5 separate regions of the Mus musculus genome follow, and all the other regions are linked to region 3. A link is a contact called in public HiChIP or PLAC-seq, capture Hi-C and promoter capture Hi-C data. All regions are on one chromosome and are shown on one strand. The core of a region is the stretch at or near the end of the contact, and the rest is flanking DNA. Distances in the headings are between cores, read along the strand shown. Region 1 overlaps Myo3b (myosin IIIB). Region 2 holds the start of Myo3b (myosin IIIB). Region 3 holds the start of Erich2 (glutamate rich 2). Region 4 overlaps Myo3b (myosin IIIB). Region 5 overlaps Myo3b (myosin IIIB).

Region 1 (5,728 bases), core at 547-3,046, 340 kb after region 3:
CTGGGGGTGTTCAGTAAGGGGAGTGAGTAACTCTTCCCATTTCTAAAGAGTAGAAGTGAATGGACAGACTTCACCTTCATTACGTCTCTAGGCTATTCCTGACACTGTGTCATAAATGTGTGAGGAATCAGGCTACAACACAAGCAGGCTCCCAGAAATCACAGACTAAATGCTGCTTCTTAGGCCTGATGCTTCCATCTTCAGAAGCCAAAGAAAAGGCAAATTGTGCATGCTATTTTTGGAGTACAAAACAGGAACAGATGAAGACAGCAAGAACTGTCAGATGCATGTAACCTGAAGCGTAAGTTGACAGTTCCCAAAGTTTGAGTAAAGGTCCTCCTGACCTGATCCTAATTCCCTGCAGCTAATGGGTTCTTGCAGAGAGAGAGAGTGTGTCTGGTGTCATAAAGTCCACGTGTATGGGACACCGATGAAGCACAGGACAGGGACAAAGCTGAGTGATGATGGACAACACCATGTCAACAGCATTAATGTGTCTTTTATTGTCATCTAACTCCAGAGAGTCGGTCCCAACCTCAGCAGCAGAGTTCTTGTAAACTCTCCATTCCAGACAGAACTCCTGCGGTGGAACGCTGTCCTTAGGCTTAAGACAGCCATGCCCCTCATAGTCAGAGAAATGTGAATATCCAGAGGAAACCTTCACAAGACTGAACCTGTTGATGGTCCCTCAGAGAGAGAGAGAAAAAGGATTTGGGGATCACCTGACTCTCACCTGAGATTCTGGCCATGCCCACCCTCCTGAGCCTCCTTTCCATCCATAGGTATTTCCATCCCATTGGCTTCAGGTACTAGAGATTGTGGGGTTTAAGGAGGGCACTCTACCTATGAAGCTTTTGGGGGGCCATCACCCTTCACTCAGGCAGGATATTTTGGTGCTGCAGCTGTTAGGGCAGTCACCCAAGCCCGATGAAGTTACTGGATCACAGGCGACATATGGGAATCCTTTCTTTGGCCTCTCATTGGTGTCCTACCTGGAGTGAAGAGATAAGCTTCCCCTCCGAAAAGCTAATGCAACATTCCCCAGCTGTGAGAACTCTCTCAGATCTTAGTCTCCCGTCAGGACCTCTCACATCCCCAAGCTATCGCCAGACATTTAGCTTAAAATACATAGTTCCTTACTTGGATGCTCATGAGTTCCCTAATACTTCATTGGATTGCCTATAGCAGTAGAGGACACTCTTGGCTGGGAGCTGAAGGGGATGAGATTTTGTATGGCCTCTCCTTTCCTAACCATGGTTTGTTGTCCCCAATAAGTCAAAGACCTAATGAGAGGCGATAGGGCACCACACACAAAGGAATGCAGAGCACCGAGGATGCCTAGAGACCAGCTAGAGGATGGCCGAGCCATGGCTCGGTCACAAAGGTGCTCCAGGACAGGGGGTCAGAGGGAAGAGGGCAGTATACAAACTTGCCAAGATGAGCCTTCCCACAGATGTTGGCTCCTCTGGGACTTCCTGACAGCTGCCACTTGAATACATGCAGGAGTTAATGAAACTGAGCCTATTTAACCCCCATCTAAGCAAACAGGAAGGTCAGGTGCTGCTCAAGGTTATGAAGGCTTTCTGGGGAGAGGTGCTTAGCAGAATGTGGTCACACTGCAGAATTCTAAACTGCACACTAAATAAGCATAGCCAAATTCAAACTCTGGGAGGAGCATGGACAGCTATTTTTCTGGAAATGGAGGGAGGAAGCACATTCCCCACCCCCTACTCGGTAGGCTTCTGGTTCCTTAGAACCACCCAGACCCTTGTTCTCTTTCCTGGGCCAATAATGAATGGCAGTAATTACCAGTGTGGGCTCTGCGTGAGTCACGAGGCAGTTCTGGCTTTCTCTCCTTGCAATTCTGAGCCGTGTGTGTGTGTGTGTGTGTGTGTGTGTGTGTGTGTGTGTGTGTGTTACGCACAGCTATTGAAGAGTAGAAAATGGATCACAATTACATTCTGGCTGCCTTTTGAAGACTTGATGGACAGCTGGAGAAAAACCTTCCCGCAGCTGCCAGGATGAGAGGGTAGCCAAGGGGTGGGCATGGAGAGAGGAAAGAAAAGAGATCCTGGAGGGAAAACTATCGAAATGGCGTCAAGTCTAACCCCCCACCACCCGGGAATACTTTTAAAAAGCTGGAGCCGCTCACATTAGAATGGAACCTGGGGTCCAGGCAGCTATGTTGGAGCTTTTCTTTAAGGACATTCTGAGTGCAGAGATGTGGTCAGCGGCTCAGACAACAGACAGCTCACACTCAGAGGGAGACTGGCCCTGAGAACAGGTGCCACTGCAGCTTCAAGTCAAAGGACTCAGCTGCAGTCCTTCCCCTTCCAAACACAGTGGCATTTCCAGGCTGAAGCTAGCAGGTTCCTCAGTGAGTTTAGGGGAGAGGATTTTGAGATTCCTCCCTTCCGTGATTGATGATGGGGGGATCCCCTTGTGTCCTTACTGAGCACTGCAGGAGCACTCCCCAGTCATACTCAGGCTGATACAGGGTCAGCCGCACAACTCACATGCACAGGGAGTCCAGACCCTTGTTTGAGAGGAAGCCGGAACCTAAACTAAATACAGTGTGCTATGACGTCTTACCTGCTCATTCCTGTTTTGAAATGGCTCATCAGAGCAAGAGGACAAAGGCAAAATAGGAACCCGAGATGCCGATGTTCAGTAAGAAATTCACTTTTAGTTGACAAAATACTCTGGAATATCTTGCTTCCTGTCACCCAAAATGAGACAGAACAAAACAAGCAAACACTCTACAATTTTGAAAAGCAAGGATGGCGGTTATTAACAATAGAGGAAGGAAAATGGTAACATAGTTACTACTCTTATCTAAGACAAATACCATCTCTGTGTATAACTCTGGAACGTTTGTAGGTATGGTTGGAAAAATCCTCACACTGTATAAATCACCCAAGAGGTGTAGGTGCAGCCAGAACTCAAGCAATTACAGGTCAGAGTGCTCCCCCAAGTTGCTGGCAGTTGTGGTTTTCCTGCCACAGGGAACAACCATCTAACCAGACCTTAAGCCTTGCAGGAAAGGGTTAATGAGGGCTTTCATCAAGTGCCCATGTAAACCAGTCAGAAAAGTCTCTCTTATCCTAGCTCTTGCAAAAATTAACATTTTGAATCCTCCCAAACATCCTTGCAATCAGGGTTTGCTGCAGTGACATTCGCCCACTGATTTAGCTTAGATCACAATGAAAGCACTTCCTTATTAATCACCAAACGTCAATACTTCCATCAATGGGGTTGGAACATTTTCCTCGGCTTAAGACAGTGTTTATCACAATTGCTGAATGGTTTTTTTCTCAGTAATGTGCTAAACATATAGAGTAGAACTTTAGTGAAATCCAGGGTCTGAATTAAATATTAGTGCTCCACCCTTGAAAAGAAACAAACCATCTATGGGGTTCCAGTTGGACAAGACAAAGAAGGATCTCTGTCACATGTTATCTTTCTACTACTGTCCCATGGAACTAGTATAAGAATTCTTACTGCTGTGACAAAAACAAACAAACAAAACCAAAAAACAACAAAAAAGAACCCAAAAACACGTGCCAGAAACAAGCGGAAGGAAGGAAGGAAGGAAGGGAGGGAGGGAGGGAGGGAGGGAGTGAGGGAGGGAGGGAGGGAGGAAGGCTGGTTGGTTTTAGTTCATGATGTCAAAGAATTCCATCCACGATCTCTTCAGTCAGTGTATTTGGCAGGAGATTGCAGTAAGAACATGAAGGAGCTACTCCCTTCTTGGCAGAGAAGAAGCAGAGAGCAAACTGCTTCCAGTGATCTACATCCACCAGGTATACCCACCTCCAAAAGCTTCCAGAACCTCCCCAGATACTACCATGGCTCAGGAGCAAGTATTTAAGATGAATACATGGGGGGGGATTTAATATGCAAAACATGAGACTATCTCAGAGATATTTAAGAGGAAGGGATTCATGGGAAAACACAGCAAACCTGAAGACCTTTGTCTATGAATAAAACAAATAACACAAATGTGGTGGAAAGGACAGAGATGGAATAAGATACTGTTGGTTACAAAAAAGAAACTTCCAAGTACCAAATCAGTATTAGAAAATAAGGACAGATAGTCCCAATCCTGATTCTAAACTTCTACGTTAGGAAGCAATACCCGTGAAACCTGTGTGGTGTTGCCATAGGAACCGACATCCAGATCAGTGGGACAGGACTGAGTCTAGGAACAATCCCAGCTATGTAGGTCTGATTGGTTTTCAACAGGAGTGCCAAGATAAGTCAATTGAAAAAGAATAGCTCTCTCTTCAAGTTGCAGGGAAAACTGAACACACACACAAAGGATAAAGTTGTGCCCATTCCTACACTATATATAACATTAATTCAAAATTGATCATCATCTATAAAGCTCTTAGAAAAACGGCAGGAGGGTAAATTTGAACGACTTTGGATTTGATGATAGATTCTTAGGTGTGACACCAAACTACAAACGATAAAAGGAAAAACTAACTGGACACCACCAAAAGTAGAGTTCTGTTTTGCTTGTTTTGTTCTGTTGTATCTGAAGGATGCTGCGAAGAAAGTAACTAGACAACCCACAGCATGGGATACAGCATTGGCATATTTATAAATCATATCTAATAAAGGTTCAGTGTTCTGAATATCTTACAGCTCAGCAGAAGACAAAAGTTAGGAATGAGCAGAGGGGGCTGGGCATGGGGCTTCCTGAGGACAGGTTAAGCACTAGGGAAACAGAGGTGCACGGTCCTGCAACCTGAGGCCGGCTTCATTACATGACAAGTTCAAAGTGCTGCATAGTGAAATCCTGTCTCCCCCCAAAACAAAACAAAACAAAACAAACAAAGAAACAGAAAAGGAAAAAAGAAAAAGAAAAAAAGCCATTTCTGTAAAGAAGACATCCAAATGGCCAAGCAGTACATTAAAAAGATAGATAGATAGATAGATAGATAGATCCAACAACATCATTAGCTAGTAAAGAAATGCAAATCAAAACCATGGTGAGGTACCAATTCCCACCATGGCGTGGTTGAAATTTTTCTTAAAAATAGAAAACAGCAACTTTTGCAGAGGAACGGAAGCTTTTACACGTTGCTGGTGGGAATGTGGCACGGCACAGTGATAGTGAGAACCAGTTTGGTGATTCCTCAAAAGTTCCTCAGAACTATCCAGCTCAGAACTATCCAGCTCAGAACTATCCAGCTCAGAACTATCCAGCTCAGAACTATCCAGCTCAGAACCATCCAGCTCAGAACTATCCAGCTCAGAACTATCCAGCAGCTCCCCCCCACCCCCCCCCGGCCTGGATTTACAAGCAGAGGATTGAAAACACCTGCTCATAACAAATCCATACACTCATATGCTCCCATCAGCATATTCACAACAGTCAGAAGATGGGGTCTTAGCTGGGGATGGGAAATATCCCTCATAGGATCATGTGTTTGAACAATTGATTCCTGTTTGATGGCACTGTTTGAGGGAGATTATGGAATCTTTAAAAGGCAGAACCTTGCTGGAGGAAGTCTGTCACTGTGGGTGGGCTTGAGGTATAATTTTACTCCACTTCCTGTTATCTATCGGTCTGTCTGTCTGTCTGTCTGTCTGTCTCTATCTATCTATCTATCTATCTATCTACCTACCTATCTCTATCTTTCAACTTTCTGAATGTAGCTGAAAATGTAATTGACCAGCTTCCTGCCTGCGCCACCACCACACTTGCTTTCTCTGCCTG
Region 2 (5,147 bases), core at 1,054-3,553, 470 kb after region 3:
GCCCCTGTTTGCCACAATACTGACCTGCTAATGAGATGTACCCACTGACACAATGGTGGTATGAGGGTTATGGGGGTAATTAATTGCTTTCTAATTAGACATGAGGGATTCTGATCCACAGAAGGGATCCTGTGCCTGGTGCTGTAAACCTGGCCAAAAGTCCATGGCTTAGGAGACCATAGTATGGAGGGCAGAATCTAGTGTTGTTTTGCTAAACGGCCATGCTACCAAACTGCATTCTGAATATGCATGTTTATACCCACAGATTTAGGCTGCTCTCAATTTTGGAGAGAAAGTTTCCCTTTTTATTTCATGGTAGTTAATATAGAAACTCATACCTTGTTAAAGTACTAAGTATAAATAACTCTTAGTGCCCACCTGTATCAGCCTCGCCTTCCAAGTCTCAGAAAACTTTACACATTCATAAGGGAATGCAGGAGCCAGCAGATGGAGAGGCAAGCTGTGAGCTGCTGACATCCACAGAGGATATCATCTATATACACTGTCTGTATCATACACACCAACTCGCAGCAGTCAAAATTCCAGCATGACCTGAGGAGGGGGACCTGAGACCCCACTGCTATCAAAAGAGCATTGATGGCAGTTGGTGGGGGCTGAGAGAGGGAAAATCACTCTGGATGGCCACACACCATTAATTGGACTTGGGAGTTATTGATAACAAAAGAAAAAGGGCGTGGCACTGGAAGAGACATGGGGGCTCAGAAGGGAGTAGTGGTAGAGGAATGTGGTAAGCATACATTGTATAAAGGCATGGGATTTTCAAAGAATAAAAAATATTTATTATTATTATTATTAATTAATTAATTTTAAGAAGCTTCCCGACTACGTGGCATGAAGACGCCCTCCCTCATCTTCTTTCTTCTGGGGATGACTGTAGCCAGCATAATGTCATAAGGCCACCCAAAAGCAGATATTATAATAAGAATAAGGAGATCCACAGGTCTCTCCCTTCACTACCCTAACAGCGCTCTCACCATGACCATCTTAAAGATGTGACCCACCCTCCACAAGCCTGTTGTTCCTCGGCCTTGGTGGAACAGGAAGTGGGGAAGGTGGGGATGGGTGCTATATAGCCTATAGCAATCAGAAAGGAGACTTCCATCCTTTCCCTATGCTTGGGATATGTCATGGGACTCATTGCAGGCCAAACATTTTGTGCTACAGAGCAAAACTCTGCATTATCTCATCTGAGCACCCAGAGAAGCGCATGAGCGCCCAAGGTCTAAGCAACAGGAGTCGAGCTCAGCAGAGGTTTGACTGTGGCTCTCTTGAACACGGCCTCTCAGTATCACTCAGGGAGGATGATTGCAAACAGCCTTGAAGAACAGAAACTTGGAAATTTCTGAGTCTGACAGCAGCAGGGCTGAGCCATTACGGAACACACCAGCCCTTGGGAGGCAGAAGCAGAGGGTGGAAGGTTTGAGACCAGCCTGAACTATATAGTAAGTTCCTTGCTAGCCTGAGCCACATAGATCTGTCTCAACGAGATCTGATAGAAAAGGGACTGGGAGGTTAGTGTCAAGAAGAGCACTTGCCTAGCAGTCACAAGACCCTGGGTTCAATCCCCAGTGTTTCATTTTCCCCTATGCATGCGCGCCAACACACACACACACACACACACACACACACACACACACACACACACATGGGCGGTTAGGGGTAAAGAACAAACTGTTTACCCAGAAATCTAGTTAGATGGCAAATGATTTTACAGGCTTAGTACTCACATGGAATTGCATTAAAATTCCTAGCTGTTGCTTAATTTTTTTTTAAACAAGAACGCATCAAATAAAAAGGGGGGGGGCTAAATACACAGGGAGTCATTTTCAATCACATTTAAATCAAATATACTGAACCTCACTAATTTTAACTCTTAATTTTAATAGTTGACATGATTTTGGTCTGCGTGTGTGTGTGTGTGTGTGTGTGTGTGTGTGTGTGTGAAATTTCTTTAGGATAAAAACAAATAAAGCAAAAGCAGAAAGGCTCCCCTGTGCCCTGCACATCTGATGGCTTCAGCCTGGTTCTCCCGAGTGCAGGAAGGAAGAGTTAGCCATTCTTTCTTACCCGGTTTTGTCTCCTGTGTGCTCACCGCTCACCTCCGAGGCTGCTGCAGGGGACAAACAAAAGCAGCATCAGGACAGACACCTGACACCGGAGCCCTTGACTGGTGTCAACCCACTGGGGTCTCCCGGGACACCAGGGTCTGGCATTCGTTTTCATTCCATTCCTGGCCAGAGCAGGAAGTGCCTTACCTGCCATTGTTCAAGCGGCCCAGAGATGGGACTAAACCCAGGGCAGGGAAGCCCTGCTCCCAAGCACGAGGATGAAAAGAGATGAATAATGAATAAGTCGCCAGAACTTGAGGCCGCTGGGAAGCAGGAGGCCTGGTAAAGAGGGAGAGAATGTTAGCGGGTCCTTCCTAAGGGAGCTCAGAGGGAGGAGGCCCAGGCTCTGTGCTGAAGCTGAGGCGCTACAACAAGCACCAACTCTGGATGGGAACCAGGCGTTAGAGTCCCAAAGATCCCAAGGGGCCACTTGTACCTGCTTGACCTGCTATGGATGTTGGGGCATCCATCAATGCCCCTCCCTGTGCTATTGGCTCAGTTCCTGGGAAAGCTTATTTTCAAAAGCATTTACTGTTGTAAGTGCAATTGCTCAACAAACCCTGTGGGTTTGCCCACATATCCTTCACGCAATGGGTATCTATGAAGCCCCTCTCTGTGCTGTCACTGGAACTGAGAAGAAGGGGGTGGGGGAGGCCTGAAATGTCTCCAGACAGAGAGTCCTAGTCATAAGCTAAGCACCTATGTTGGTGGCCTGCTCGTGGCTTAGCAGCCCAGGTTTCTCTTGAGAATACAAACTCACCTCCAGGAATTCATATCCAACATTCATCATTTATGTCCAAAGCCAGAATCCAAGCCAGCTATCTTCATGGCCCTGTCTGTCGTGACTAAGGGCATCCCTGGGTTTCGTTCAGCTTGGGTCTTTCTTGAAATCATATTTCTGAGTTAAGAGTCTATTTGGAAACAGAACTCAGGCAGTGATTCTAACAGAGATATTCATATTCCTTACTAAGCCCTGGGTGTCTGAACAACAAATGGGGAATTCTAAGGCATCCACTGCAAAAGACAGCCTCCGCCTAGCACTGGGTGAACCAAAGACTGGGGGGTTGTTTTACTTATCACAGGGTCCTGTTCTGTAACAAGGGCACTAGGTGCCCCATACTGGCCTTGAATTTGTGGTCAGTCCTCCTGGCTCAGTAATCCCAAGTACTGGGATTACTGGCACAATCCTCTAGACCTTGCTAATTTATTATTATTATTATTATCATCATCATCATTATTATTGTTATTATTATTATTTCTGATATTCTTAAGGTAGGTACCACAGAGCTTTACCTAACCTCTGAGAAGAGCTACAGCCAGCAAGTGCTAGCCCTTTAGGGACCCTTTGAGGCAGGTTCTAGAAGTATAGAGAAAGCTGGAACTTGCAGCCAGTAGTATGGCTGACATTATTTCATTAGCACACTTTGTTAACATATATTATGTTATGATATATGTTATATATTATGGAGCCTATTCATATCCCATGTTGCCATAGTAATCATGACCATAATATTATCCATCTTGATCCTTAGTGGAACCAGTCAACTTCCTCTTCCTATGTCTGTTCCATTTTCCCAGGACCTGAAGTTCCTCTGGTCCCCATCCTCTGGTTGCTGCTCTGTTTCCTGTGTGGTCCGTGTTTCCTCTCTTCCCATCTTTTCTGTAAAGCTCTTCTATCGGGTTCATCCTAAGCCCAAACTAGCGCTCACTGTGCATGGAGAAGAGTCCAGGGAACAGAGGACATCGCCATCACTGTTAATCTTGCCCACCAACTTGGTTAGATTGAGAAGCACCATGTTTTTGTCTATGAGTGGTCTCTGAGTGTTTTTTTTTTTTTAAGATGAATTTACCCTGGATGTGGACAGCGCCATCTGGTGGTCGGGTCCTGGATAGACTAAAAGGAGGGAACCAGCCAGTGGCCGGTCCCCCTCCTTCACAACTACCGTGGTGTGAGCAAGCTCTTGACTCTGCCGCAGTGCTATGCTGTGGTGAACAGAGACCTCTGAGACTGTCAGGCTCTACAAATCCTTCTCAAGTTGCTTCTACCAGGCATGCGGTCACAGCAACAAAAAGTCCAGCATAGCAGTAAGTCAAAACAAACCCAGAAGCAAGCTAGCAACCTGGAATTTGGATCAAAGGCTTCAAATTCTACTTCTAGAGCCCTCATTTTAATTTGAAAAGTAGCAGATTCATCCATCCAGCCATTTGTTAGTAACCTGCATGAATTCCAGGTGACAGCTCAGTCCTTGTGGTTCTGAATCATTTCTGCATGAATCATATTGATGCTATTTTCAAACACCTGTACAAAATCCCAAATTATACCTCTGAAAACAGGAAATATAATTTGCATCGAGAATAGACTGATTTAAACCCAAACACACCTGTGCTCCAGCTGAACCTTGTCCCCTGAGTCATGTTAGGTGAATGCGTTTTCATGGACTTGCAAGATTAATCATTGAAACTTTTTTTTTTAATTTCACTTCTATGAAGCAAAAAGTTTTCTGAACAAATATATTCCAATTTCCACGACAAAGCAAACTGACTATAACATCTAGTCTAGGAACTCAGAGTCACCAAAAAAAAAAAATATTGAGAACTGGTCCCATCTAGAAAAGACTTCAGGCTACAGGGATCATTTAACGCTATACTAAATGGGCCCAGAATTCAGTTTGGAGTTCTTAGGACCATTGCAATCATCATTTCAATTAGTCTCTTCACCTGCCAGTAGTTCCTGCCTGTCTACTTGCCTTCTCTCTTACATATCTGAGAGTTTAGACACTTTTAGAGCTTCCTGTGAAACTAGTGTGCATGACTTCTGGGTGTAGTGGGATAAGATGTAGCTGTCCAGGTGCGTTTCTGACAATGTGCCTGTGGTGAGTGACACAGGCCAACTCTTGTCCCAACCAATGTGGCTTCTTGGATGCTTTACTGTTCTTGCTTTGCTTTTCTTCATCTGGTTTCTGTGATCTGGTGTCTCTCATCATGTTCTACATCAATTAGGCTGGTGGCTTCTCTCTC
Region 3 (5,257 bases), core at 2,542-5,041:
AAGGGAGAAATAAATAAAAATTAAAATGTTTTCAAGTATACATAGATAAATAAATAAATCCAGGCCTTTGATCTCAATACTTGGAAGACAAAGGCAAGGACAGATAGGTTACTTATGAGTCTGAGGCCAAACAGTGGTGGCACATGCCTTTAATCTCAGCACTTGTGAAACAGAGACAGGCAGATCTCTGAGTTCAAGTCCTGCCTGATCTACAGAGTGAATTCTTGGAAAACAAAACAATCCTGTCACAAAAAAACATACAAAACCATTTTATAGTCATAATCTTATATTAATAAAAATCTTTATATTTTAATACAAAATTAAGGTTATATTTTGTTATATTAATACAAAGTTTTATATATTGATACAGGTTAGGTTTTCATTGATATAAATCTTTGTTTATTAATACAAAGTTTAAGATTATTTTTGTTAGACATTATACCTATAATACTCATTTTAAAATATAAGGCTTAACCCTAACCTTTTTGATAACTACTATTAGAAATTGTTTAGAATAATTAAATAATACAAGTTACAGTCAATCAAACAATCAATCAAACTCATAGTCATATTAGATACTACTCTAAATTATCACAAAATATATATCCTGGGTTATATATTTAATAAATGGCTAAAAACAGACTGTGTTTACTGGTTCAGATAGACTATGAATAGACAAATGGTCTTTGAGAGTATCAAAGACCCACAAAATATGACATCTAAAAAATTATTAAAAAATCTTTTGACTATGAGACAAATTTGCTGCTAACCTACATAGAAAGTCGCTTCCATTGTGGCAGGCTAGCCACTGGACCAAAAAAAAAAAAATCAACTACTAAACTCTGCCAAGACAGAGTAAGCTAGTCCTTCATAATTCCTGCTCCACTTAAAGTCTGTCAAATATTCTGGGCCAGAAGGCTAAAGACAGCTGCTCCAACATTATAAAAAATATTGGAGACTGTCCCAGTGATAAGCTATCTCTGTCATTTCTATAATTTTTAAAAACTGTATTCGTGCACTTCCTACCTACTCAAATAATATTTATTCCTTCTCAAATTTCTGATGGAATTAAATAAATAACTATTATCTCACAACTAAACTTATTTAAAATAAAAAAAATGTTCTAGGATGCTTTTAAAATGATAATACAGGTTAAAAAATAAATAATTAATATGCAAAATTCTAACTCACCAAAATAGATAAATGATAAAAAATACTTTATCTAAATTGCCAAATATAATAGACTGGATGTTATAAATATATATCAAACCTTATAATTTTCATAATTATAATTATATTCAATTTATATTTTTTAAAGCCTTTTTAATTAGGCAAAAAAATTGTTGAGGTTTGGTCTGTTGGTATGTACTGTAATGCTAAGTGTGGGTCTCCAAGACTTGGTTGTCCCAGAGACAAAAAAAAAAAAAGCCTGCAAATAAACCCAAGTGACACCATATGACCTTGTCCCCAAGTTATTTCTGATTGGTGACTAAAGATGCCCACAGCCTGTAGCTGGGCAGAAGAGATATAGGTGGTGTTTGAAGTTCCCAGTCTGGGGCTTGGGGGGAGACCGTGAAGAGAGGGAGAAGAAGTGGGGAAGGAGGAGGAAGACACCATGGGTTAAGAGTCAAAATAAACATGGCCCTGAGAGCTGGCCAATTAGAGTTAAGAGTAGCCCAGATAAAAACCCAGTAAATAATAACTTGGGGTTATTGATAGAAATAATTTTTTAATAACATAGAGGGGAGATATCTGCCTAGCTCTAGTGCTGACTAAGGCTTATTATAAATATAAAGGCTGGGTATGTGTTTTGTCTGAAAACTAAATGGTTAAAGGTGGGACAAAAACCACAGGTTAAAATGTAAAATTTCTACAACACATCACTTATACCCATAAATACTTAAAATATAAACAGTGTTTTTCCTCCTTGACAGGACGATAGCTTGTTGGAGGCAGCCTGTGTTCAAACTTCAACAGATCATGTAATTTTGAGTCAACCAATCACTTACCCTGTGACTCCTGCACAGATGAGCATACATAACAAGAGAACTTAACTGGGATAGGAGTAAACTCCTCAGCTCCTCCTGATGCTGTCAGTACCCATCGCTCGGCCTTGTAAGGAGAGTCCTGAACCGTGTGCTTGGCAGTTCTAATAGAACTTGGGACTGCTTGGACACGGAAGCAGGGAGCACAGCTTCACTGCAGGGCAGGAGCGAGAGACCGGAATGGTGGAGAGGGTGCAGTGGGAATCCCTAGTGTTGGAATTTAGCTCTGGAAACTCAACAGAGATCATTTCTACCGATGTTGTTTTCTGGAGACCAAAACAAACCCCCAAACCCTAGTAACATACATACATACACACATACATACATACATACATACATACGGATTCGGGAGCCATTGACTTTAGTTTTTAGGAGAATGAAGCAAAGTATTTAAAGCATTTTCTTCATATCTCTTTGTAAAAAGCAAAGATCTTGGGATAAGAACAAACAGACTCAGCAAGTCACCTACAGTACCGGTGTCACCGTGCTACTTATCAATTAAATGCTTTTGGGTGTGATGCAGAGTAGTGCAAGGAGTCAAAAGTCAAAATCTTGATTTTTGGATATTCCAAGTCGTCCAGATTGGATTTAGGGGCAGTTCGTAGTGCGAACCTTTCTCCTGGGAGATCCAGGGGGGGCAAAGTTCACAGAGCCAAAGAAGTTATAGGTAGAGAGCATGCCTGGGGGGGGGGGGGGTGTGCTCATCCTCATAAACCATTAAGTTGTTTGAAAAAGTAAAAGAATAGCGAACAACGGGGCGGAGCTGGAAGTACTAGGATAGGACATGACGGTTTTCATTTTGGCGGTAGGGTGAGATACCCCTAAACAGGCAGACTTTCCCTCCTCTCAGCAGAGCATCCTACCTTCTCGGGCAGTATTTCGACAGCCGTGCGGTTCCACAGGACCAACCTGGAGTGGTAGATACATTTTTAGGATTAAGTGTTGTCGGAGGTGCGGGCTGGGACCCGCCACTCCCAGGGGTGTGGGTAAATTACTCACAGTCACCACACTGCTGCTTACCCTCTGGCCGCCCTGCCAAGTTGTTTCCTCGAAGGGCAGACCAGGAAGGCCAGCCCCGCTCCGCACTCGCGGTGGGTTCCGAGTTGCGAGCCTGGGACGCCGCGTTGCCATGGAGACCGGACGGGCTGCGGGAGGAGCCCCGGGAACCACCCGAGCTGCCCAGCGACTGGACAGCCCGACGCAGCGGAGGGGCGAGCGGGGCGGAGCGCGGCGGGCCCGGGGCGGGGCGCAGAGCGCGGGGCGGGAGCGGAGCGGGAACTGTTCCAGCTGCTGGAACCACGCGAAGGGCGGAGCGGGCGGCGCGGGTGGCCCAGCGTCCGGAGGAACTGGGCGTCGCGCTGCGGGGCAAGTTAGGGGCGCACACCCTGGGGCAGGCTTGACCACGTATCCTGGTTACTTTGAGAAAGGCCGGAGACAGGGTGACTGGAAGGTCGGTGTCCATACCTGATCCTGACTCTAGGTGGCGGAGGGAAAAGGGCGAGGTGGCCTCATTGGGGTTACAACTTGTGGAAGAAAAGATGCCTTGAGTTGGGAGGGCTGGGTGCCTCTGGATCTGAATGAACAAAAATCCCCTGCACCTGAGATCGCCCCGAGAAGATTATGGGTTTCCTGGGGACCTCGACATCAGTTCTCCTAGGGATCCGGTTCAGGTGTTTAGAACCAGACTCGCCTTTCCCACCCAGCCCGGGCCAAGTCTGGGTTTCCTTTTGTGCCCGGGCTGCTACTGAAGCACCTCAGCCCTTTAGAGGTCTTATGCTTCACTGCTTCGGTCACAAAAGAGGGTGGGAGAGCGCCCTGTTAGAAAATTTCAATGTTCTCTCAAGCTTATCTTCTAGGGGGGAAATGGGTAACTTCTCTCCTTGGACACAGAGAACTTGTTGCTAGGCAACGAGTTTTGAAGGGGACCCGTCTGTTGGAATCAAAACTGCATTCGAATTTCACCTAGTGGCCAGAATATAAGAGATATAATCACCTTCTTAAGGGCCCTCTGGGGACATGCAATTTATCTGATGGCTAAAATATGTACGTTTTAATGTATAGAAAAACGGATTCAATTTTGACATTATTATAAAAATAGAACCAGCGAAATCATTCTGAACCAAGAATACAGAAAGTTTCCGTTGTTTTTAAATCCTCTGATTCATTCTTCCAGGCACTCTCTAAATCTCTTTGAGTCATGGATGATAGGAAAGCATTGAGGGGGAAATTCTAGAATGAAAGTTTAAGGAACTCAATGAAATCATTGACAACTGCAGGCCATGTCTGGTGAGGGCCCAGCAAGCCCCGACTTCTGCTATTGCAGGGAAGGGAAAATTGTACATGTCAGGAGTCTTGAGTTTTACCCAAGATCTTTCTCCATAAAGGCAAAGGGAAAGTGTATTTCTTTATTATGTTTTAAAACCTCAGTTTTGTTAAATTTGCTTGGCATTGCTCAGTAGAGAATGGCGCCTTTGTTGCACACATTGTCCCTCTGTAAGGAAGTGTAAGCATCAAGCTGACCTGATTAGACTATCTCTTTCTTCCCCCTACATAGAAAAGGATGAGCCCAAACCAGTTTACAAACTGCAGGGTTTTCAGGGTGTGTCTATGGTTCCTATTTCTCACAACACGGAGAGAGAAACTCTTTACAGACTAAATGACATCTGACAAGTGACTCTGGTAATAGCTTCCATTCTGATGTATTATGCGTTTAAAGAAAATAGCCAACTTTCAGGTAACAGTAAGAATCAAGGCCATTCCAGCAGAGTACCTGGCCCAATGCTTATTCAACTCCACAATGGTCGTTATATTTCACTTTGATGAAAAAGCATTACATTTCGTCTTCATTTACATAACATCAGAAATAATTCACCCATCTCTATAACCTATATGCAGAAGTTGGTTTTTGACACAATGCTCAAATATAAAGCAAAGTTAAGCTCTGGCTTATGCATTTAGACACTGAATAAGTTTATCTAAAGCATCTCCCTAGTGAGGAGTTGTTCTAAAGAAGCCAAAAGGAGCCAGGAGGTCGTGGCACATGCCTTTAGTCCCAGCACTCGGGAGGCAGAGGATTTCTGAGTTTGAGCCCAGGCCGGTCTGTCTCGAAAAACAAAACAAAGAAGTGAAAGGAAATGCTCCTGGAAACGCTACAGCTACAGCTACATCCCTCCGTAGCAGCTACTTATGGTGCTTCGGGTTTTAGCCCATCC
Region 4 (5,540 bases), core at 1,411-3,910, 300 kb after region 3:
TATGGTCAGGGGGTATATTGTTAGAAACCTCTAGTCAAGGAAGACTTCCTGGAGCTGGCAAGACCTAAGCCAGACTTGAGGGAAGTAGAAAGAGCTAGGTTGATGGAGAGGAGGCAGAAGGCATTTCTAATTGGGGGAAAACAGAGCAATTAGTATAGCATTTGGCACTAGATAAGAAGTGTAGTCAGAACTCTTTCACCTTGCAAGCTGCCGCTTTTGAATGCCTAAGTGTTGAGGCATGCTATGTGAAGTTCCTCACCTACCTAAGGCCTGATCTGATTGCCTTTAATAAAAATCTGACGTCCAATTCGCAGGGCAGGAAGTAGAAGGTGGGACTTCCTGGGAGAGAGAAAGGAACTCTGGGAAGAAAAGGAAGGCCCTTTATCCAGGAGCTATGAGAGGCCTGAAAGGTATAGCTAGCCACAGGGCTAGATGGTCAGGTTAACTTGGGCAAGCTAGTTGAGTGTCTGCCCAGTTAAGGCCTAAGCTTTGAAATATTAAAAGGTCTCTGGGTGGTTATTTGGGGAGCTAGCTGGTTAAGGAGTGACTGCTGCCGTATTTATTTCCAGCATTAATTAATACGTATAGAACATTAATAATCATTTTATGCCTAAGGGCAGTTATTGCCCTTCATCTGTTTACCAACTCTAACCAAGCAATAATCATTATTGTTTTTGAATAATCATTAGTGATTTTGAAGAGTGATGTCCTACTCTTCAAGATCAAGATTTTCAGCTCATCATTTTCAAGCAGACAGTTAGTGAATGAAGACAAAACTGACTAACAGAGTGGGCAGGAACCCCAGACAGCTTCTGTACACTTCTCACAAGCGAGTTCACAAACACGGGAGATTAAGAAAATCGAATATGCTTACTCATTTCAAGATTATTTGTTAAGCCAACGCAGGGCTTAAGCAGGGATGAAATGCATGGATCGCTGACCTGGGACATGGGCACCAGCCAGTGTGTTAGGTAAGTTGGGTAAAGTGCTAGTCATGGCTGGTATTCTGTTAAGGGGGGAGGGGGAGAGACTGAAAGAAGAAAGAGAAATGGCTTCCTGGTAAATAAAGTTTGGGAAACATTAGTGATCTTCTAAAACATGTAAGTTTGGGGTTTCATGATGTGTTTGAATACATTAAAGTTTATTTGTTTTAATATTTATTTGTTTGTTTGTTTGTTTGTTTGTTTTAGGTATGTGAGTACATTCTTGCTCTCTTCAGACACACCAGAAGAGGACATCAGATCCTGTTACAGATGGTTATGAGCCACCATGTGGGTGCAGGGAATTGAACTCAGGACCTTTGGAAGAGCAGTCAGTGCTCTTAACCTCTTAGCCATCTCTCCAGCCCCTAAAGAAGTTGTGTTTTTTTTTGTTGTTTTGTTTTGTTTTGTTTTTAATGAGCATTAAGAATTTTTAAAAATGACTTAATTTTGTTTGAGTCAATGTCTCCAAGCTTACTTGGCCATAGACCCTTTTTTTTTCCTTCTTTTCTTCCCTGTGTCCCTGCTGTCAGTGAACCACACACCACAGATACCATCTTGGAAATTCTGTTGTAAACTCTGATAAGTGCTGTGTTTTTAGAACAAGGTCAGAGATGAGTCCTCCCCATAGAAGACCAAGGCAAGATCCGCAAGTCCCTAACTGTCCCTGTATCTGGGACATTCATAAGCTATTACTTCCATAGAAGACAGTTTCTCAAACTGGGACACTGCTCGGCCCAAGTCAGTTCTTCTCAGAATCCTTTACTTAAGGAAAAAATAAGATTGAGCATGGGCCGACTTTGGGGAAACTAAAAAATCCCAGGTAAAATCTTCCTTCCACTGCTGTGCTTTTTTAATCTCTTAAAAAAAAAAAGTAGGTTTAGATGTGTTTTTTCTGTGGTGAGGGACCCAAAGCAAAGTATAATAAAATTGTATTTATAGCCTGAACAGTGAGAGGCCCCAGATTTACAAGGCCACAGTAGACAGTTTGAATATGATAGGAAAACCCACCAGAAGAAAAATGAAGCGGGCTGCAGCCTTGAAGGAATTCAATTCAGCACCTGATTTGAAATTCTAGTTCTTTCCATCATGTTTTCTCTGCTGAAGATTAATACTCAGAATTCATTTGTGGTCCCACATTAAACGCAGGCTGTTGCTGGTATTTGCAGTAAGCCCAAATAGGCAGAAAGCAAGATGCAAACGATGTTGGGCTGTGACACTGGGAAGCCAGGCATGGGGGTTGGGTGCATGTGCGCGCACGCGCACGCGCGCGTGTGTGTGTGTGTGTGTGTGTGTGTGTGTGTGTGTGTGTGTGTGTGCGCGATGTCCTAAGGATGCAGCTGTCCCTGTCACCTGACATTTCAGGACCAAACTCCCGGATGCCTGAACAGGGAAACCATTTACCAACAATCAAGATATACCCTTGAATAAACCCACTTGATATAGCGCAGCTGAAAAAGCAAGAACTAAAAATACCAATGAGCTTGGGAAAAAAAGAAAAACCAAGAAGAAGGCAATCCTCTCCCACACAGTGGGGCCATGCTACGTCAAAACCCACGATTTTCATCTCCTCTCACGTCTTTGTCTATATTTTGTCTCTCATACTGTCTGCTGCCTTCTTAAGGCTTGCTCCTTAGATTACGTGTCCCCATTGGTACAGGACACCCAACTGCTGTTGATCCGACCAAACATTTCCCTGCCTGGTGACTCACTTTAACTTAACGCCATGAGGCTCCTATCACTGTCACACAGAAGCCTGACTGGCAAGAGGAGAAAATCCTCCTGCGGATATGGTAATTACAGGCTAAGCTGCAGAGCACATGGTGCTCTGACTTGGAAGAAAATTTCCATTCTGGAAAACAAGACTGACAGCAATAGGCATTTTCCCACAGTGACTAATGCTGGGGGAGGGAAGGTTAGGGGTTTGAGGGAGGATATGGCATTGCTTATCGCTTATATGAATTTAGTGAACAGCCCCCTTTCTGTGTGCTAGAGTATTTAGCCACATTACATTGATGTGTTGAGGTTCTACTGTTGAGACCTGGAATTACACGCTAACCTCATGCCTGGAGTGAAGAGGTGAACCAAGTCAATAAGATACATGGCAGCAAACTCAGCCAGGCAACTGTGCAGATTTCAATCTGAGTGGAAGGGTTTGTGTCTGCTAAAGGGTAAAAGCTCTGAGAAGGCAGGAGGGGTGCTTCAAACCGGGGGGGTGGGGGGAGGGGGGTGGGGGGGGGAGTAATCTCCCTCTGAAGCAAATCTGTAATGAGAATAGAGTCTGTACAGCAGTCAGGAGATAGAAAGAGCAAATGCAATGGTTTGCATAAGAATGGCCCCTTGGCTCATATATTAAATGCTTAGTCACCAGGGAGTGGCACTCCCTGAGAAGGATTAGGAGGTGTGGCCTTGTTGAGGAAGTACATTACTGAAGGCGGGCTTTGAGGTTTTAAGAGCCCAAGCCAGGCCCTAAGGCTACCTAAGGATCCAGATGCAGAGCTCCTTGCTGCTTCTCCAGCACCAAGCTTGCCTGCATGCCACCAAGTTCCCCGCTATGATGATGAAGGGTGAACTCCCTGAAACTGTAAGCCAATTAAACGCTTTCTCTTAGAAATGTTGCCTTTGGTCATGGCATCTCTTCTCAGCAATAGAATGCTGACTAAGACAGCACAGCATTGTGGGAAGTTGGCACACGCCTTTGATCCCAGCACTTGGGAGGCAGAGGCAGGCGAATTTCTGAGTTCGAGGCCAGCCTGATCTACAGAGTGATTTTTCAGGACAGCCAGGGCTATACAGAGAAACCCTGTCTTGAAAAACCAAAAAACAAACAAACAAACAAATCTGAGATCCTCAAGCACCATTTGTCTAAGGAAACGCTGCCCCCTCCCCCAATGGGAGACACTATCATAGACAGATAACAGACAGAATCCATCTGGGAGAGGCCTGAGGAGCCATCTGAAAGTGTTAAATGAGGGAGAGCCTGCCTATAGCAGGCCAGCCAACAGCTGGGTGGGGGTGCCAATTACAAGTAAGCAGAAGTGTGTCCAAGAAAAAGCCATCGAAAGGCCTGCTGAGGGAGGTGGCTGCTTAACTATTGCTGATGACACTGCCACCTTCTGTAATGGATGTATTATTACAAGCATGGTCTCTGCTGGATGTAGTGACAGCCAAGGAAGATCTCAAAAAAAAAAAAAAAACTTACAAATTCAATTTATTATTTATTATCATTAGTGTGTGCGTGCACTATTTGGGTCCCAGGGAGGGACTGAACGCAGGCCAACAGACTCAGACAGCAAGTATCTCTACTCACTGAACTATCTCACCCAAATATCTCCCAATTTTTGTATTCTAGGGCTTAGATCATTTTCAGGGCAGTAACCTGTAAGTAAGTAAGGACAGGTCCTTAGTTACCATGTTTCTTACTACCTTAGCAGGGGGTTTTATGAAAGGCATTTTCCAATTACACTGACATTTTTTTCATATTGTGTAGTCTACAGATGATGTGAATGTGTGTACATATGACGTGCATATCTGTGTGCAAATGAACGTGCATGTGGGGGTCAAAGTCAAGCATCTTCCTTAGAAGCTCTCAAACCCACCAAATCTAGAGCTCATGGATTCAGCTAGGCTGACCCAAGGGCCAACAAGACCTAGAGGTTTCTCTTGTCTTCATGACTCCAGCACTCAGATTATGGGAGTGTAGTAGTGCTGTGCCCAGTTTTGCTTGGATATGAATTTAAGCCCTCCTGCTTGCACAGAAAGTTCTTTACTGTCTGAGTCATCACCTCATGAGATGTAGTCAGGGCATCAAAAATCACAAGCCATTACCTCATTTCATTACCATAGCAACTAAAACATAAGGTTCTTAGTCTGTTTTCAAATACCAACCTCCAGTTCAAAGGGCTAGAAAAGGCACGATCATCCTTGGAGAACTGGATCCTGGGACTGTTCACTCAGGGGACAGTGGAGCAGCTATCAACACCATTGCTTGGCACAGCTAAGGTCTCTTGCAGCTCCTTCACCAAAGCCTCTTGGGTCTTTGCAATGGCAGGAATTGGCAAAAGATCCACCAGACTTGACCAGAAGATCAGATGCCAACCATGGCTTCCTTTAGAGGTCTTTACTTAAGGTGAAAATTAAAGAAAGATTTGCTTCACCAGCCCAGGGAGATAAGAAGCACTGGAGATAGATGTGGTAGCTAACTCCACAAGATGGAGATTATAGAAAATATGAGAGTCGGGGCAAGATCATCCAGAAGCTGCCAAATTCATTTTTAAGAGACACAGCTCTCACCTTAAAGAAAAGAAAAAAGATGGCTTGTCCTGAAGTCAAATATGAGTGACCATGGCCCAGAACACAGACTCAAATTTCTCTAAATCCCATGTTCCAATGTGGTAATAGTTCCATGAAGTTTTATAATAACGAAACAAAAATCATAAGTCAAGATGCCTTTCAAATATATTGAGGGAGGCATCAGGTAGCCAACAAAGAGGGGAAGGGACTTTTCTGTAGGCCTCAGATGCTATCCAGTGACATTAGTTTTGGTGTTGAGGAGACCTA
Region 5 (5,295 bases), core at 2,214-4,713, 390 kb after region 3:
AAGTTCATTTAAAAACTAATAGTGATATATTATTTAAAATATCATACAGTTAATATATTTGGAGTTATTTAAAATTTATATTGAGAAAAACGCATGTAAGGAAGAAGAATGTGATGTAAATCTATTTACTCAAAATATGTTTTTAAATGTTAGCAAATTCAGGTAAATTGAAAGTATGTATATTTTCTCATCATGATGCAATAAAACTTAAATCAAAATAAAATCTCTGCTCATGTGTGAACACAGGGGTTCATTGCTGTTGTTTATTTGCATGCTTGTTCGTTTAAGTTTTTCAAGACATTGTTGCTCTGTGTTGCCCTGGTTGTCCTAGAACTCACTCTGTAGACCAAGCTGATCTTGAACTCAGAGATCCGCCTGCCTCTGCCTCCTGAGTGCTGGGATGAAAGGTGTGCGCCACCATGTGCGACTTGTTGCCGTTTAATTTAGAAAGGGCAGAAATGTACAATTCTGAAGACAGGAAGCTCAAACTCAAGCACCCTCAGGGCCTGGCAAGAGCCAGCCCCTCATGGACTTCTTCCTGAATCCTCACAGGGCAACACCATTCTGAAGTCACTCCTGCGGCAGATACACCCCCCATGCCCCACCCCACCCCTGCCCCCAGCACTCCACTGCTAGTTCATCTTTGTAGGTGGTTTCTTTTCCCTCCTCATTCTACCTTTTTAAAAATCAATTTATTCCTCATATATTGCATCCTGATTGCAGTTTCCCCTCCCTCCTCTCCTCCCAGTCCCCCCTCCCTCGACATCCACTCCTCCTCCATTTCCCTTCAGGAATGAGCAGACCTCCTAGAGATATCAATCAAAGTGGGCATATCAAGTTGCAATAAGATTAGGCCCCTCCTCTCTTATTAAGTCTGGATGAGGCAAACCAGTAGGAGGACAAGGGTCCCAAAAGCAGGAATAAGAGTCAGCGACAAGCCCCCTCCCCTCTGTTAGGAGTCCCATAAAAACCCCACGTTACACAACTGTAATATCATTTTTTTTCTCTTCTCCCATTTTTCTGGTCAAAAATATTTAGTCAGTTCTGGGTTGAGAATTAAGGAATTAGTGACCAGAGTGTTGCTCAAGTAGAAGGGTCTGAGTTTGAATCCCCGGCACCCAAGTAAGAGTTGGGTGTAGTGGGGAGCGTCTGTAATCACAGCCCTGGGGGCTGGCCACAGGCGGATCCTAATGCTTTCAGGAATAGCTGGAACAGTCACCCAGGTTCAGTGAAAGACCTGTTGCAAAAAACTAAGATGGAGAGCCATAAAAGAAGACTTATGTCTGTCCTCCACACATGAGTACATACACACACGCACAAGCACATGCACAAGCACACCCACATACACACATGAACACTCACACTAGTCTTCAGCAACTTTTCTGACATCAGTGGTAACATGAGAAAGCTCCCAGTTCTCTTTTTTATCCAAACTAAAGCCATATCAATCAAAAATTTTTATTCTCTTAAAGTACTTTGTTTCTCCAGAATCTTCTTTTGGGGTTAATTCTTAATGTTTAGTGATACGTTGAAATATTACGTTTTCTTCAAGACTGTAGAGAGAGTGCATTATCAATACCAAACCAAAGCCTCTTACATCTGAGCCTGGTAAGTTGGAGCCATGTATCGTAAAGAACAGGCTTTCAGATACCATATTGCCCTCGTAGATACCACAGGGAGGTATCTCTGCTACTTGCTGTATGAATCTAGCAATGTACTAACAAGTAGCCACTAACCAAGGACACTGGCCACACCCATATTGCCTCTGCTAAAGGACTAATGTCATCTCTGGGATAGCCCCTGAAACCAGTGTATGTATGTAACCAGCCCTAACTCAGCTCTAGCCCTGGTCCAGCTGTAGCCCTGGCCCGGCTGCAGATTTCTTTGCTTAATCCCTGGAGCCCAGAGAATGAGAGAACTGACTTCAAAGCTGTCCTCTGATAGCCACGTGTGCACTGTGACATATGCACCCTTACACACAGCAGCAGCAACAACAACAACAACAACAATGATGGTGATATGAAACTATTTTAAAGTGCCCCCAAGCTGACGTCTCTTTGGATAACTGTTGCATTCATAAGTTATACTATAGTACCATGACTTGATGGATGAATTCTTTTAGAAAGTTGGTGTCTCTATTGCTCATTTTAGGTTGACATCAAGACGGGTACTTCTTAATGAAAATATTAACCAAACATAAACATTTTATTGAGAGCAGCAGTGCTCACAATTAAACTATTTCTTTTTCTTTTTGAGGACTTATTTCTTTTTATATGCATTGGTGTTTTGCCTGCCTACACGTATGTCTGTATGGGGATGTCACAGGAGTTACGGACAGTTGTGAGCTGCCGTGTGGGTGCTGGGGATTGCACCCTGGTCCTCCGGAGGAGCAGCCAGTGCTTTTATTACAACCCATCTCTCCAATCCCAACAATTTCTGTAGACTTAAGGAGGAGGACTTTAGGGACTGGGGTGGCTCCGATAATAAAGGACTTGCTGTGGAAGCATGAGAACCTGAGTTCAAATCTCAGCACCCGGCACATGAAGCTAGCAAGGTAGCATTTGTCTGTAACCTTAAAACTAGGAGAGTAGAAATAGGTACGTCCTTGGATCCCACCAGCCAGCCAGCCTATCCAAATTGATGTACACAACTTCAAGCTCTGACTTCCACATGTACGCAAATACATATGCACACACACACAGGCACACACGCACATGTGCACACACATGTGCACACACATGAATACATACAAATATATGTGATGATGCTGAAGAGTTTGGAGCTACATATCTCAGCTCCAATCCTCACTGTCCAAGGACAAAGAATGGTTACTGGCTGTGACGTATTTATCTCACCAGCAAGAAACATTAGGGCAGAAACAGCCACGCCATCCTTGGTGGGTCCCCAGGATCCTAAATCAAATAACGCTCATCAAAAGCACTCAGTGCCTCATGTGCAGCACGAAGCACTTGTTTGGGAACCAAGCTCACAAGCAGGAACTTAGGGAAAATAAATGGTAATAATGGCAAAAAAAAAAAAAAATTTACAGAACTGTAATGTTTTGTGGCTTTTTCAACCCTTCAACAAAAAATATCTCATTTCTCATTTCTATTCCTGGCGAGGCCAAAGGAAATGGCATTGCCGTATCATTTAGCTAGGAATGGCATAATTAATGAAGTCAAGAGTGGTTGCAAAAAGCTTGCGCTATTTCTGCATTGGTGTAAGATGGTTGTTATGGCAACCGTTCCTGTCAAGGACCCTGGGCAGGGCAGAGAGCATCGTCACAGCACATCTGTTTCTCCACTCTGCTGATTAGCTCTTGTTTGCAACAACAAGCAGATGGAAGTAAAAAGGGGGGAATTTTTTTTTCAGAAAAGAAGCAAATGTTTATTTTATTCAGGAGTCTGTTTTCTAATACAGAAACAGGGTGTTAGCTGCCTGGGGGGGGGGGGGATGCTGAGTACACCAGGTCTGGCTACACGGGATGCTTCTCAGTGGCTGAAACTGCAACATGAAGTCAGGCTGTACATTGCAGGTAGCAGTTTTTTTAAATGATGCCTCTCAAACTCCCATTTCAGAGCATCCTTCTGCCATACTTTTGTGTCTTGTTGGATGAGCAGGATAAACATGTTGTTTACCAGGAGCGCATCTCCCACACACAGCATCCCTTATGAACACCCTTGAAACCAAGCAAGCATGAGAATTATTTCCATCTATAAAATGGGGTTTGCACTCTCATACTGCCTGGGAACACAAATGGCTTCAGCACTTAGTAGATAAGCAGTCTGGGACACAGCATCTCCAAGCTTAACTTTGCTTAGTAGTGAGATGGGAAATAATCTCCATCATTGAGAATGAACAAAAGTGCATAATAAAAAGGCACCTATCAGAGTCAGGGTGTGGGAGCCAGTCCCAGTGAGTGAAGGCTTCCTTCCTGCTGGACGCATGCTTAGCAAGCTCCATATCCCAGAAATTCAACACTTAGCTGGCGTGTGGCAGCGGCCATAGAAGGAAGAGCTGCCTGTGCTGGCCTGAAGCTCTCTCCCTCCTCACCAAGGCTTTGCCCCTGTAGTTGGTTAAGAGACTGGGGATGTACCAGGCAGAGGCATGGTGTCTCCATAGCTGAGGAAAACTCAAGAGAATGGAGATATGTTAATATTTAATAGCTGCACACACCAGCTAAGTATATGGTGTCACTTCAGCACAGTCTACAGATAAAAACTCAATAAAAACTGATGTCATTTCTAAACACACACATACATATGCACACACACATGCACACATGCACAATGCATACATGAACACTTTCACATACACACACACATATGATATCTGTGGTCTCCTGATTTTTGCCTATATGTGAGACTTTTTTTTTTAGTATTAAACACGAACAACTATCTATTGTCTCTTTCCACTGCCTCCTTTTAATTCTGTTCAGTTTTTCCCAAGATGTGATGGCAACTCTGGTAGATTGTCAGCTACCCTCACCCATTACTAACACAAAGTAGGCTCTGCCTCTTTCTCCTACCCACAGGAAATTGTCAGGTGTTTGTTGGGTATAAATATGTGCTAAATGATACTAATGTAGATACTAGCATGAATTATACTGAAGTCTTTTAGTTCACTGAATCACAAAAGATAGATTCCAGCCATATACCCGCTCATATACCTATCCCATGTCCCTGGGCACTTGGCCAGACCAGGTATTGGGTTCTTCATAACACTCACAGTCGTACTAACAAGCATCTCACAGATGAGTCTGTGTGTTTATAAAATAACATATACAAACACTCTATACAAATGTAAGGTGCTGCCATTATATGAATATTACTGATAGAGAAACCAACCATCTGGAGGCAGTATAGGAGAAAAGAAACAATGAGAAGTTGTTTGTGTTCAACACACACAAAGGTACCTTAGCTAAAATCACAGACCAGACACGAGACAGGCACTCATGTGGTATGTGAGTGTGAGTGTGTGTTTGTGTGTGTGTTCACACACGTGTATGTCTGTGTGCATGTGTGTGTATGTGTCTATTCATGTGTGTCTGCACCCATGCATGTGAGTGCACATGTGTGTGTACAGTCACTCTGAACAAGCACCTGTGACATACAAGGCTTGAAGGAGAGGGGGACCCAAGCAGTTACCTGAGAGCCTTAGAACCATTGACACTGTGACCAAACCCCAGACTAAGAGAGGGCCCATTTCTGCGGTGCTGAGTTAAGTTAAGCTCCATGCCACTAGCAAACTTTCACAGATGTGCACATCTGACTCCAGGATTGGTGCAATGGAGTC

What was found. Promoter capture Hi-C pulls out the DNA fragments that hold promoters and counts their contacts. HiChIP or PLAC-seq counts read pairs in DNA pulled down with a chosen protein or histone mark. Capture Hi-C pulls out chosen DNA fragments and counts their contacts.
Region 1: a contact with region 3 is called in a promoter capture Hi-C map of hippocampal neurons, with 2.7 times the contacts expected there. The contact joins the enhancer-like site here to the promoter of Erich2 in region 3. A contact is called at or near these places in 8 of 39 promoter capture datasets (the 3T3-L1 cell line, cranial neural crest, embryonic stem cells and 3 more), 2 of 484 Hi-C or Micro-C datasets (bone marrow-derived macrophages and nephron progenitors), 7 of 115 datasets of contacts at active chromatin or transcription factors (embryonic basal ganglia, embryonic forebrain, embryonic stem cells and 3 more) and 4 of 9 other capture datasets (adipose tissue, embryonic stem cells, liver and 1 more).
Region 2: a contact with region 3 is called in a capture Hi-C map of embryonic stem cells, with 4 times the contacts expected there. The contact joins the promoter of Myo3b here to the promoter of Erich2 in region 3. A contact is called at or near these places in 13 of 39 promoter capture datasets (the 3T3-L1 cell line, 3T3-L1-derived adipocytes, the HPC-7 cell line and 8 more), 1 of 15 datasets of contacts at CTCF or cohesin (large pre-B cells) and 2 of 9 other capture datasets (embryonic stem cells and pancreatic islet).
Region 4: an H3K4me3 HiChIP or PLAC-seq map of forebrain shows a contact between it and region 3, with 5 times the contacts expected there. The contact joins the enhancer-like site here to the promoter of Erich2 in region 3. A contact is called at or near these places in 15 of 39 promoter capture datasets (the 3T3-L1 cell line, the HPC-7 cell line, HPC-7-derived erythroid cells and 10 more), 4 of 484 Hi-C or Micro-C datasets (cortical neurons, embryonic stem cells and uterus), 10 of 115 datasets of contacts at active chromatin or transcription factors (embryonic basal ganglia, embryonic forebrain, embryonic hindbrain and 6 more) and 4 of 9 other capture datasets (adipose tissue, embryonic stem cells, liver and 1 more).
Region 5: an H3K4me3 HiChIP or PLAC-seq map of embryonic basal ganglia shows a contact between it and region 3, with 5 times the contacts expected there. The contact joins the enhancer-like site here to the promoter of Erich2 in region 3. A contact is called at or near these places in 14 of 39 promoter capture datasets (the 3T3-L1 cell line, the C10 cell line, HPC-7-derived erythroid cells and 8 more), 7 of 484 Hi-C or Micro-C datasets (the 3T3-L1 cell line, cerebral cortex, cortical neurons and 3 more), 8 of 115 datasets of contacts at active chromatin or transcription factors (embryonic basal ganglia, embryonic forebrain, embryonic hindbrain and 4 more) and 3 of 9 other capture datasets (embryonic stem cells, liver and pancreatic islet).

Annotation. Positions count from the first base shown.
Region 1 is chr2:70,164,894-70,170,621 of GRCm38.p6, reverse strand. The region is part of intron 8 of Myo3b (myosin IIIB); the gene reads right to left. Among named protein-coding and RNA genes, the nearest start is that of Myo3b, 130 kb to the right of the region's middle. Within about 2 kb of position 1,796, at least 39 of the 459 cell types and tissues checked have an H3K27ac peak or open chromatin away from gene starts, as enhancers often do. A contact at or near this core is called in embryonic basal ganglia and hippocampal neurons, where this site is marked.
Region 2 is chr2:70,036,282-70,041,428 of GRCm38.p6, reverse strand. It overlaps Myo3b (myosin IIIB), which reads right to left and starts at 2,303. Exons shown (of 35, transcript NM_177376.4): 1 at 2,277-2,303; 2 at 2,089-2,131. The coding sequence starts at 2,283.
Region 3 is chr2:70,507,353-70,512,609 of GRCm38.p6, reverse strand. Erich2 (glutamate rich 2) reads right to left here and starts at 3,791. Exons shown (of 13, transcript NM_025744.2): 1 at 3,045-3,791; 2 at 2,909-2,954. The coding sequence starts at 3,507. All of the region lies in intron 1 of Gad1os (glutamate decarboxylase 1, opposite strand), which reads left to right.
Region 4 is chr2:70,207,826-70,213,365 of GRCm38.p6, reverse strand. All of the region lies in intron 9 of Myo3b (myosin IIIB), which reads right to left. Among named protein-coding and RNA genes, the nearest start is that of Myo3b, 170 kb to the right of the region's middle. Within about 2 kb of position 2,660, at least 29 of the 459 cell types and tissues checked have an H3K27ac peak or open chromatin away from gene starts, as enhancers often do. A contact at or near this core is called in cortical neurons, forebrain and hippocampal neurons, where this site is marked.
Region 5 is chr2:70,112,184-70,117,478 of GRCm38.p6, reverse strand. The region is part of intron 7 of Myo3b (myosin IIIB); the gene reads right to left. Among named protein-coding and RNA genes, the nearest start is that of Myo3b, 76 kb to the right of the region's middle. Within about 2 kb of position 3,463, at least 39 of the 459 cell types and tissues checked have an H3K27ac peak or open chromatin away from gene starts, as enhancers often do. A contact at or near this core is called in embryonic basal ganglia, embryonic forebrain, forebrain and 1 more, where this site is marked.